Linked DNA regions of Sus scrofa: regions 1 and 3 are each linked to region 2. A link is a contact called in public HiChIP or PLAC-seq data. All regions are on one chromosome and are shown on one strand. Each heading gives the region's core, a stretch centred on a gene start, on an enhancer-like site or on the middle of the called end of the contact. The rest is flanking DNA. Distances are from core to core; before and after follow the strand shown.

Region 1 (3,962 bases), core at 117-2,616, 180 kb before region 2:
TCAGAGCAGGGAGGGGTGGGATACAGGGAGGAGAGCCGACGGGGATGGGTGAGCGGGTGAGCAGAGAGGGAACAGGCGTAGTCTCTGTTAAAGGTCAGTCTCATTAATTATTACATAGATATGAAACCATTAGCACAACCGGCAGTGTTTGTATTTGCAGCGGACACGCCCTGGCCCAGTGGGGGCAGATCTGAGTGGCTTTCCAAGGCCTCCCTGAGGGCATGGCTGAGACAGCTGTGCCCCTGGGTCCTGGGTCCTGAAGGTCCCAAGCACGGCCACCTCAACTAGTTATCCTTAGCCAGATACCTGAGGCCCAGAAGGTAGCCAGGTCAATCTTGACCTCCCCCTTCTCACCGGCTGCAGCAGGCAGAGGCTTGGGCGTGCCTGCTGAGCAGACTGGCTGGACCTCACCCACTGATGGCCGAGGAGGTGACATCAGGGGGCAACAGCTCTTGAACAACGCTTCCCCTTCAGCTGTACATCTCGGGGTTCGCTTTGTGGATTGAGTTTATACACTGAGCGCTGAGTTCCGGCCCCTTCTGTGAACCCCGTGCTGGTTTGGCTCCAGGAGTTTTCAGGAGTCAACCCAGAGTGTTCCTTCCATGTCAGGTCTATTGAGTTATCTTGAGCTACTATTGCGTTCGCGTTTCCAGACTTCGTTTCCGTTGCTGTCTGGCTCAGGTTTAGTCTCTGGTCTCGTTTGAAATGCAGCATCCAGAAGCAGAACTGGGAAGCCACACAACCCAGGGGTTGCATCACTGACCACTCCAAGCACTCATGTCCTTAACTAGCCAGGCGGGAAAGATGCCGTGTCAGTCAGGGCCCCAGAAAGACACAGGAGCCATCCCAGTGACTGGAATGGAGAAGGTCTGATTTTTCACTAATAAAAGGTGATAAAGGAGGACCCCGAGGAAGACAGGAATAGCGAATGTGGGCGGCAGCTTCTGCCTCGAAGGCTGAGGCAAAGGAAAAGAGGAAGGAACTGAGAATTTGAAGGAGACCCCACCCCGCCAAGCCTGACAGTCAACCTCGTTGAAGGTGTGTCCACCACTGGACACACAACCTACTGGGGATAAGCAGACTTGCCAGAGGCTGTGGGCTGCAGCTGGGCTGCAGAAGCAACCTGCCAGCTGGCGGAGAAACTCTCTAGACGGTGCAGGTGAACCAGAACTGCTGGACCCCCCGCGAGGTGACTGGCTGAGGTTTCCCTGAAGAGTTCTGGCAGCTGGAGCTGGTTCACAGCCCTCTGGGTAAAAGAGGCACTTGCTGAAGAGTGAATGCCAGTGGACCTCCTGCGCACCGCTGGCAGACACAGCTAGGCAGAGATGCAGCTTCCTGTGCAATGCCTGGCCTCTCTTTAACGCCCTCTATGGACAGAGCCTAACACTGCACCAGCTGACAAAGGAGAAATGGTTATACAGGGTCCAGGTCCCTGCAGGCAAGGTGGGGCGAAGAAGGGGGATTTTGATGTAGGTGGCATTCAGGAAGATGTGTGTGATGCAAACCCCTGAACTGATTAGTTCTCTGTTTCAACTGTCTCCAGGTGTCTGCTCATTGATATTACCATGTTTCTTGGAGAAATGCAGGGCGCCAGGCAGACAAGTTGCTCCATGAAAGTGGCTCAAAGGTGCGGTGGCAGGCCAGGCTTTCATTCCCTGACTGGCTCTGAGGGCTGCATATATGCCCTTTCAATGCCGGGGCTGAATGACCTTCTTGTCTTATCACTCTGCTTCCGTATGTGATGACGTGGCGGGCACAAGCGTGTCCATTGCTCCCCATATGCTTTTCCGTTTAGGCAGAGGCAGCTGAAGCATCTCATTCACTTCACATGTAACACAAGTCACAGCAGGTCAATGCAGATCAAGTGGGGTCACAACAGGAAACACCGCCCACTGAAGGTGAGCGTTCTCTCAATAAGCTCAAGAAACACGCCTGTAGCATAATCACCCTTGAAAGAACCATGTCCATCTCAGGCTGCCCCAGCTGGCCCTGCAGCCTTACTTTGGAGAGGAAGATTGAAAGACTATATCATTCCAGAAATGTCTGAAGATTCTTTCCGTGAAAAATAGGACAGATAATTAGAGATAGAGGAGCAGGGGAGGATAAGCACTGTGAGGGAAGGTTTGTGTAATAAATAACTTGAAATCTTGGCAGACACCCTGGCCCTCTTACACCCCAACTCCTGCCCCCAAAACTCAGTCCTGGGAATTGTTACAGGTAAATTTTAGGGACTTTTAGACCTTTTCACCCCCACACATTAGTGATTGAAAAGACACGATCTTAACTGGAAATCTTGCAAAATGTGTGATCCTTGCTGTGAGCTGCAGTTCTTGGCTGAGAACCACCAGGAGCCCTCTGCCTGGAAGGCATTTATAAGAGAAGTTTCCCCTTTGCTCTTTGCTGGCTTTGTTCAGCAGGGCCTCTCGGCTGCCGCCCTGTGGATGCTTGGCACCAGGTGATTCTTTGTCTGTTCATGTAGGGTGTTTAGCAGCATCTCTGGCCTCTACTTACCAGTGCTCCTCCATCTGTGACAATGACAAATGTCTCTAGACTTTGCCCAGTGTCCCTCGGGGTGGGGGTGGGGTGGAAGGCCAGATCACCCCACTTGAGAACTATTGAGTGAAATCCAATCACATAGGACCCCCGAGCAGGACTTCAAGTGAACCTTGACTCTTAGGGCAATTTCTTTTTTTTTTTTTTTTTTTTTTTTTTGTCTTTTTAGGCATGCAGAGGTTCCCAGGCTAGGGGTCGAATCAGAGCTCTAGCTGCTGGCCTACACTGCAGCCACAGCAACACAGGATCCGAGCTGAGTCTGCAGCCTACACCACAGCTTACGGCAATGTCAGATCCTTAACCCACTGAGTGAGGCCAGGAATCAAACCTGCATCCTCATAGATGCTAGTCAGATTCGTTTCCGCTGCGCCATGACGGGAACTCCTTAGGGCAATTTCTGAATCAGATGAATCTCACAGAAAAATGTTAGCGAGACTGAAATTATACCATTGAAGCCAATAATTTTTTTTTTTTTTTAAGGAAAATGGCATCCCCTTTCCTCTACAACCTGGGAATCTATAGACTCAAGATTTGACCTTTGGTCCTCAAGCCCACCCAGGTGGCCCATATGGTGGCAGCTCAATAATGCCTTCTCTTTGGACCCCTGGACTGGCACATGGCCCCTGTATCCGGCCAGGACTTGTAGCAGCCTAGGCTTTGCTCCGGAAGCCCATAGAACAAAAGGAACACAGCATGACTAGAACCCAGCTCACAATTTGCAGCTGTAACCATGGCTTTGGGAACAATAAAGCCACACAGGATGTTGGTGACCACTGGGGCTTTTTCCAGAAAGAGGTTTTTGGGTACATCGGAGGTGCAGGCTGTGGACATTTCCTCTTCACCATCTGTGTGTAGTGTAGGTCAGCCAGGGCCAGGGTTTATGCTAAGACCCAACATGGCTTTGTCATCCTGAAGAGGTTATGTTGTAGTTATTACTCATTCTTTAATCAGAGAGGTCACTTATGCAGTTCCGAGGCTAAACGGAGGGCTTTCCCCTATAACTCTCCCACCACGTGGCTGGTGAACTCATCCAACAGATAATCTTTGTATGTAACTTCCTCCCGGGAGATACAAGTTGATTACATCTCACTTCCTTGTCCTTCTATGCACTCAACAATTCCAGTTGGGAGTTCCCAACGTGGCTCGGCAGTAACAAACCCAACTAGTATCCATGAGGACACAGGTTCCATCCCTGGTCTTGCTCAGTGGGTTAAGGATTCGGTGTTGCCATGAGCTGTGGTGTAGGTGGCAGATGTGGCTCAGATCTAGCATGGCTATGGTTGTAGTGTAGGTCAGCAGCTACAGCTCCAGTTCGACCCCTAGCCTGGGAACTTCCATATGCCACAGGTATAGCCCTGAAGACAAAACAAAACAAAACATTCCAAATGCCTTGTTACTCAGCTGTCTTT
Region 2 (4,170 bases), core at 502-3,001:
TGATTTACACTTTGACTTTCCATTTTAATACGTAAAACTAAAACTGATCATTATATTATTCTTTTTTTTTTTTTTTTTTGGCCTTTTTTTTTTAGGGCTACACCCTCGGCATATGGAGGTTCCCAGGCTAGGGGTCAAATCAGAGTTGTAGCCACCAGCCTACACCACAGCCACAGTAACACAGGATCTGAGCCGAGTCTGCGACCTACACCACAGCTCACGACAAGGCTGGATGCTTAACCCACTGAGCGAGGCCAGGGATCAAACCCGCATCCTCATGGATGCTAGTAGTCAGGTTCGTTAACCACTGAGCCATGATGGGAACTCCCTGATCCTTATTCTTTAAAAAAAATAGGTGCACAGTACGCAACCATATAAATGTAGCAAAAGTTAGGTAGCCCTACTACTAGGCACATAGGATGTTTTCAGTTTTTTTGTGATGACAAATAGGGCTTCGATGTATAACACTGCACATGTCATTTCACACATTGTGCAATTCTGTCTATAGGATAAATTCCTGTAAGTGGAATTGCTGAGTCCAACATTATACACATTTTCAAAAATCTTGGCAAACTGCGCTCAGAGGTTGTACCAAGTTGAGTTTTCATCAGCAAGGTATGAGGCAACCTCTGTTCTCCATCCTCACCCCAACCCCAAAAAAGTGGTATCAGCAAATGTTTGGGTTTTTCCAGTCTGATAGGGATTTCAACATAGCATTCGTTTTCATTTCTTTGTCTATGGGCAAAGTTGAGCCTCTTTTCAAATGTGTATGAATCATCTGGGTTTATTATTCCATGAACTCATGTATGAATATGTTATTTTAATTAAAAATGTTCATCTGGGGTTCCTGTGGTGGCTCAGCAGGTTAAGAACCTGACATAGTGTCCATGAGGATTCGGGCTGAATCCCTGGCTTTGCTCAGTGGGTTAAGGATCTGGTGTTGCTGTGAGCTGTGGTGTAGGTCATAGACGCAGCTTGGATCTAGTGTTGCTTCGACTCTGATTTGACCCCTAGCCCCGGAACTTCCATGTGCTGCAGGTGCAGCCTTATAATGTAAACACCTCCTACATGTCAACTCTATGCTGGATACTGTAGGAGCCACTGTAGGTGAACTTTGGAGACTGACCCCATTCTCCTAGAAGGTGCACGCTGGTGGAGGAGAAGGATTTTGAGCTAAACATTGAACTACTTGTGGAATACATACATACCTGTATGAATTTGTACAGCTGTATATGTAACTTATACATGGAAAAACACTTGATCATATATGATGAGTTCCTAGAGATGATCTGTGAGTAGAAGTGATATTTTTCCTTTGTGCTTTTCTATGTTTTACTGAGCTTTTTGTAATGTAATACATTATGTTTGCAATTAGGTGATTTCGCCTTTGCTCACTTTCCGAAATTTCCAAGTATGGGTTCTTTTGCAAAGAACACAAACAATTTTTGCATTTGCAAAAAAGAACCATGTGCTATGGAAATACCATGTGCACACAGACAAGTTTACAAGTATTTGAGAGAGGAAAAAACACAGGAAAGAATGTTCTTTCTGTATGGTGATGACATTGCAGGAGGAGATGTAGAAATCCATTTTCAGAGCTCCTGACGGCTTGGCCAGTGTTCCTTGATTTCCCAGCCCAAATTCCAATGCATACCTCCACTCACCAGAAAAGTGAGGACTTGTCTCTTCTCAGCTGGGCAACCTCATCTGCAACCAGCAAAACAGGAACTGAGCAGTTATGAGTCCTGGAAATTTGGCTCAAGGGCAGGAGGCTGGGAATTTCCCTTTTTAGATGCCAGCTTCAGGCTCTGTGTCCAAGGGCGACCCCTGTTGGTGGAATTTAAATATTAGAATTGGGATGCCTGAGATTTCATATTTTTTTTGGAGGAGGGGGAGACGGGAAGCCTGGAAGCCAACAGCTACTCTCCTTACCCCAGCTGCTTCCCAACTCTCCATGTCCCCCTCGGCTCAGGTTTGCCTGGAAAAACCAGGTCTGGGGCTTGGAGGATGAAGTCACAGGTGTAGACAGCATTTAAACGTCTCGCAGGCAGGCAGGCTGCCATGGGGGCAGAGGGCTGGCTTTGTTGGCCAGAGGGTAGAACGTGGTGACTCTCCCTCCAAGCGGTGGATTTGGGTCCTGCCAGCAGACTGAAAATGCCAGACTTGGGGAGCTTGTGGGACCAGTGAGTGGGCAGGCCATTCGATGGCACTGATGTGACTGAGGAGGCTGCACCTCACCTGGAGGCAAATGCACCTGGAGGAAGGGCAGGCTTTCTGGGTGGGATCACAGCATTTCAGAACATTTCTTTTGGAATTCCCGTTGTGGCACAGCAGAAACAAACTCCACTTGTATCCAGGAGGATGCGGGTTTGATCCCTGGCCTTGCTCAGTGGGTCGGTGATCTGGCATTGCCATGAGCTGTGGTGTAGGTCACAGATGTGGCTTGGATCCTGCATTGTTGTGGCTGTGGCGTAGGCTGGCAGCTGTAGCTCCAAGTTGACCCCTAGCCTGGGAACTTCCATATGCCTTGGGTGCAGCAAAAAAAAAAAAAAAAATTCTCCTCTCTCTGGAGTCTGTCTGCTAGGGAATTCAGACAAAAACCAGGAAACCAACACAGCCTTTCTTGACCAGAGCCTGTCTCTGCATGTATAAGAGCAAGACCTTGAATTGAGGGGAGTGCAGGTAGTAATTATGCCAGAGGCGTGCTTCCAACATTCATCTAAAAAAAGAACTGCCTGCAGACCCCGTCCGTTACTGAGTGCTGAGTGGAAGTGCTGAACGGAGCTCTGGCTGAAGAATCTGCTTTTAGACACGCGGAGCGCGTTTGTAATTCATCAGCATTGCTCCATCCTCCCTGGGGCACTGGTCTGTGATGGAGAAAACTGGACCCCAAGGAATGTGCTGGACATTTCTGTGCTTTGAGAAAACATGACTAAGCACTTCTCAGAACCCATCACCAGACAAGAGTCCTCCTTCCCTGTTTCGCCTCGCAGATGCCTGTGGCACAGGCGTCTCACCAGAGACTTTATGCCACGCAGAGCCCAGATCTACTCTCTCCTGAGGGAAGAGGGGAAAATCTTGCTCGTGGCTCTCATCGCTCTGCACAGCTCTAAGCAACGCCGATTCAGGCTAACCTTCCTCCATTTGGGCCAAATGCTCAGCATCCTCCAAATGTTTACGGGTCCTGGTATCTGGGGGGGGTCCTATGAAGAAAGAAAAGAAACCAGGAATTAGGGTAGGGCTTGGAGGCCCTTGGGTGAGTTCCATCCAAATTTGCTGGAAAGGAAGGGCTGGGGAGGGAAACCTGCCATAGGTTTGTCACCTCCCTAGACGTCAAGGAAGGCTGAGAATCTGATAACGGACCTTGTCATGGTCAAGATCAGCTTTCTGGGAAAGGCCTGAAGAGAGCCGGCGTGGTTTCCCTAGTTTAGCCAGGAGATTAAGGCTTCTATCCCAATGCAGAAAACATGCACACAGACTCCAGCAGCTTCTGTCTGACTATAGCCCCAAAGCCCAGACGTAGATATATGAAGTGGCATATCCTACCTAGAATGAAGATGGCCCCCCACAAAGGTGGTTCTCACATGGCATTAGCTGGAAGGGACAAAGGAATATATAGTCTAGGAGGACTCCAGTTAACCAGGTGAGGGGCTGCATTGTAAGCTCAAAAAAAAAAAAAAAAAAAAAAAAAAGTGGAAGGGAGTACAATAGACAGAGAGGAAGAGTAGATGGCACGTTGGTGGCTGAGTTGAAAGGAGACTCCACGGGCCCTAGGGACGTGATATGGGCTCTTTCCTCTAGTACTGTTTTCTCATGCACGGGGGATATTTACCTTTTGCTGTAACCCTTGAGGACCTCGGTCTGTCCAGTTAAGAAGGTAGAGCCCTATCCTACACATGGGATGTATTCTAACTTACTGAAGACCTGCTAGGTAGCCGTATTATTGTGATCTCATATAAGTCCTACCAGTCAGTAAGGAAACATCAGAAAACCCATTTTCCTGATGAGGAAACGGATGCCCAGGGAGGTGAAGATCCTTGTACCGTCACATACCCGGAATGTCTGACTCTGTTTTCAAACCAAGGTCTCTTTGATTGAAAGCCCCTGAATTTTCCTCTTGGAGGGACTGCTAGGTCCCATTCTAGGATCTCTTTCTAAGACCGCTCTCTC
Region 3 (4,137 bases), core at 1,624-4,123, 160 kb before region 2:
GCAAATGCTCGTTTTGCTAATCATTATAAACCTACGCTATGTGGATGTTATTCTTGTTTATAGATTAAGAACCTGTGACTCAGAGAAGTTAAGTGACTTGTCTAAGAACACACAGGAAGGAAATAACAGAACCAGGCTTTGATCTCAGGACTCATTATGAAACCGTGTAGATATTGTCCTCTTCAAATACTTATTTCTTTCTTAAATTCTTCCAAAATTAAATTACTATTTTAAGGAGGTCCCGCTGTGGCTCAACAGTAATAAATTTGGCTAGTATCCACAAGAACATGGGTTCAATCCCTGGCCCTGCTCAGTGGGTTAAGGATCTGGCATTGCCGTGAGCTGTGGTATATAGGTTGCAGACACTTCTCAGATCCCGTGTTGCTGTGGCTGTGGTGTAGGCTGGGAGCTGCAGCTCCAATTAGACCCCTAGGCTGGAAAATTCCATATGCTGCGGGTACGGCCCTAAAAAGACAAGAAATTAGCATTTTAATATGCTCAAACCTCTAATAAATGCTTATTCTAACCTTCTCTGTTAAAAGAAGACCATTTAGATTCTAGCAAAATGGCAGACCAAAATCACTTGGAAATTCTTTTCCATCAAACATTCAGCATTGCTTTTTTTTTTTTAACAGCTTTACTTTTTATTTATTACTTAAGTAAAATGAACTACATGTTTTTTAAAAATTTTATTGGAGTACAGTTGACTTACAATGTTGTATTCGTTTCAGGTGTACAGCAAAGTAAGCCAGTCACACTTATCCATATATCCATTTTTTTTCCCATATAGGTTATTACAGAATATTGAATAGATACTGTATATATATTACTCTCATCCTTCTAATCTATCCCTTCCCCTAAAAAAACTATACGTATTTAAAGTGTACATGGGAGAAAGTGTTACGTCCTTGAGTTAGGCATAGATTTCTTGACTACTAATCCAAATGCAGGACTATAAAAATAATCAAATGACAAATTGGACTTGAAAAATTCAAAGGTCACAAAGGTGTATTCAAATGACAAAACTCATGAAAACTGTTCAGTTAAGATGTGATTTTTCAGGAGTTCCCGTCGTGGTGCAGTGGTTAACGAATCCAACTGGGAACCATGAGGTTGCGGGTTCGATCCCTGGCCTTGCTCAGTGGGTTAAGGATCTGGTGTTGCCGTGAGCTGTGGTGTAGGTCACAGACATGGCTCCAATCCCACGTTGCTGTGTCTCTGGTGTAGGCCGGTGGCTACAACTCCGATTTGACTCCTAGCCTGGGAACCTCCATATGACACAGGAGCGGCCCTAGAAAAGGCAAAAAGACCAAAAAAAAAAAATGTGGTTTTTCAGCCCCACCCATGGTATATGGCAGTTCCCAGGCCAGGGATTAAACCCACCCCACAGCAGGGACCCAGGCCCCTGTAGTGACAATGACAGATCCTTAACCCGCTGCTCCGCAAGGGAAATCCAAGACGGCTTCTGTAAATTATGTTTTGCATAAATTATCTTTAAATTAATTTGATGTAAAAGTAATTACAAGAGAGTTTTGGTTTTTTTTTTTTTTTGCATAATTTGACAAGGTGAACCCCTTTCCTATGGAAGAAAAAAAATTTTTTTTTCTTTTGTTTGTTTCTTTCTTTGGTTTTCTTTTTTGGCTGCCCCTCGGAGTATGTAATTCCCGGGCAGATCCAAGCTGCAGTCGCCAGGTTTCAAACCTGTGTCCTGGCACTGCAGAGATGACCCCGATCCTGTTGTGCCTCAGAGGGAACACCTACATTTTGTTTAATGTGATGTTTTTTAAAAAAGAAGAGAAAGAAGGAGGAAGAAGAAGAGAAGGAGAAAGATGGACCCTTCAACCCATCAGAGCATCTGGAAACACTGTAATTAAAAGTGTGGGATTGGCATAGAGATAGAAACCTAGATCGATAGAACATCCGAGAGAACCTAGAAATACACACAGGTTCAGAAAAAAGAATATTTGGTCCATGTGCCGCCAAAATGAGCCAGAGACTGTTATTTACAAGAGTCAGCATTACAGATCATGGGACCAGACACACTTCCGATAAATGATGCTAGGGAAAGCACAAGGAAAAGAGGTAATTGTACCCTTATCTTACACAATGTGCAAAAAGATACATTCCGCACAGATGAAAGCATCTGAGTGTTAAAACGAATATATGTAAAATATTCAGAAAAAATCTAGGAAAATATATTTATGAGATCAAATCAGGGAAGGAGTTTTTGAAACCAGATACAAAGACCACAAACCAGAGGAAAAGATTGTTAGGTTTGAATTGACCAAAAAATCATCACCTTAAACAAATGGAGGAGTTCCCTGGTGGCCTAGAGGTTAAGGAATCGGCATTGTCCCAAACCTCCGGCTCAGGGTTGATCCCTGGCCTCAGAGTTTTTGCATGCCGTGGGTGAAGGAAAAAAACAATGGAAAATATAACCAATAAACTGGTAGAAATATTTGCAACTTATATACCAAACGAATATTCAGAGCGAATATTCAGATTGTAAGAAAGGCTCATAAAAATCAATAAGAAAAATACAACTCAGGAGATAAAAAGTCCAAAGAGTTTGAACTGCCAATTCATAGAAACTCAAATGGCATTAGGTATATAAGAGAAGCTTGAACCTCACTGGTAATTAAGGGAAATAAAGCAAGATTACGTCGGTCACTCTGATTTTTCTGGGTCTGATAACGCAATTGTTATGAGCATATGGGGAAACAGTAGCTCTTGCTGGTGGGAACCAGGACATCTGCTCTGGAGAGTGTTAGGCAATAACCCATCACGTCAAAGATGTACGAAGCCCGTGACTCAGTGAACCCAGCTCTGTCTGCTCTAGAAAACCTCCCCCATGTGTACCAAGGGGCAGGTGAAAGGGCAGTCTCTGCACTGCTTGTTGCAGTGAAAAAGTGGGAACTGGTCTAACCATTCTTCAGTAGAGAAGTGAATAAACTGATTTAGTCACACGCAAAAACATTTTGCACCCTTTGCAATGATCTTGTTGCAGCATGTCCAAATTCTGACACCATACTATTGAATTTGAAAGACTGTGCATATTTCTATGACTCAAGGCAATGACATATTCTGTTTGTGTATAGGCAGATATGTAGCAAAAGTGTTAAAAAGGGCATCTCACAGGCTGATGGGTAGAGCTGTGGTTAGAGAAGGGGGGAGGTATAGGAGTGGTTTGTATAGTTTCATGCCTTAAAACAGATTAAGGAAGAAAAAGAGAGAGCGATGGTGATTGAAAATAAAGGGAAGAAAAGTATCTGGAGTTCCTGTTCATGGCGCAGGGGAAACAAATCCGACTGGGAACCATGAGGTTGCAGGTTTGATCCCTGGCCTCGCTCAGTGGGTTAAGGATCCAGCGTTGCTGGGAGCTGTGGTGTAGGTTGCAGACACGGCTCGGATCCCACATTGCTGTGGCTCTGGTGTAGGCCGGTGGCTGCGGCTCCGATTGGACCCCTAGCCTGGGAACCTCCATATGCCGCAGGAGCGGCCCAAGAAATAGCAAAAAGACAAAAAATAAATAAATAAATAAACTTGATTAAAAAAAAAAGAAGAAGAAGAAGAAGAAAAGTGTCTGAAGCATTTATGGCAAAATGTTAAACAGCTGTTTCATCTTGGTGATGAGCATATAAGAATATGTTATTCTTTACTCAAATTTGCTATATAGTGAATATTTAATAATGAAACAGAAATCACTAAATGAAAATACAGCTACTTAACCTCACTACTAAAGTCAGGGAAATGCAAATTAAAGTAATAATGGGAGTCCTCCCGTCATGGCTCAACGGTTAATGAACCCAACTAGGATCCATGAAGACGCAAGTTCAATCCCTGGCTTTGTTCAGTGGGTAAGGATCCAGTGTTGTCATGAGCTGTGGTGTAGGTTGAAGACTCGGCTCAATCTGATGTTCCTGTGGCTGTCGAGTAGGCCGGAGGCTACAGCTCCGATTTGACCCCTAGCCTGGGAACCTCCATATGCTGCGGGTGTGCCCTAAAAAGCAAAATAAATAAATAAATAAGTAAATCTTTTTCTATTTCATTAATTTTTTAAAAAAAAGCAATCATCAGAAAAACATAAATAATTTTAATCCATTCTGATAAAAAAATCACTAGCAATAGCTCATTGTG

Evidence for each region. HiChIP or PLAC-seq counts read pairs in DNA pulled down with a chosen protein or histone mark.
Region 1: a contact with region 2 is called in an H3K27ac HiChIP or PLAC-seq map of alveolar macrophages. The contact joins two enhancer-like sites. A contact is called at or near these places in 1 of 5 promoter capture datasets (liver), 13 of 47 Hi-C or Micro-C datasets (adipose tissue, alveolar macrophages, embryonic fibroblasts and 8 more) and 2 of 2 datasets of contacts at active chromatin or transcription factors (alveolar macrophages and skeletal muscle).
Region 3: a contact with region 2 is called in an H3K27ac HiChIP or PLAC-seq map of alveolar macrophages. The contact joins two enhancer-like sites. A contact is called at or near these places in 2 of 47 Hi-C or Micro-C datasets (embryonic fibroblasts and skeletal muscle) and 1 of 2 datasets of contacts at active chromatin or transcription factors (alveolar macrophages).

What each region holds. Positions count from the first base shown.
Region 1 is chr7:49,433,780-49,437,741 of Sscrofa11.1, forward strand. The region is part of intron 17 of ARNT2 (aryl hydrocarbon receptor nuclear translocator 2); the gene reads left to right. Among named protein-coding and RNA genes, the nearest start is that of ABHD17C, 100 kb to the right of the region's middle. Within about 2 kb of position 1,367, at least 7 of the 83 cell types and tissues checked have an H3K27ac peak or open chromatin away from gene starts, as enhancers often do. A contact at or near this core is called in alveolar macrophages, where this site is marked.
Region 2 is chr7:49,616,875-49,621,044 of Sscrofa11.1, forward strand. No RefSeq gene overlaps it. Among named protein-coding and RNA genes, the nearest start is that of CEMIP, 3.6 kb to the right of the region's middle. Within about 2 kb of position 1,752, at least 7 of the 83 cell types and tissues checked have an H3K27ac peak or open chromatin away from gene starts, as enhancers often do. A contact at or near this core is called in alveolar macrophages, where this site is marked.
Region 3 is chr7:49,450,953-49,455,089 of Sscrofa11.1, forward strand. No RefSeq gene overlaps it. Among named protein-coding and RNA genes, the nearest start is that of ABHD17C, 88 kb to the right of the region's middle. Within about 2 kb of position 2,874, at least 3 of the 83 cell types and tissues checked have an H3K27ac peak or open chromatin away from gene starts, as enhancers often do. A contact at or near this core is called in alveolar macrophages, where this site is marked.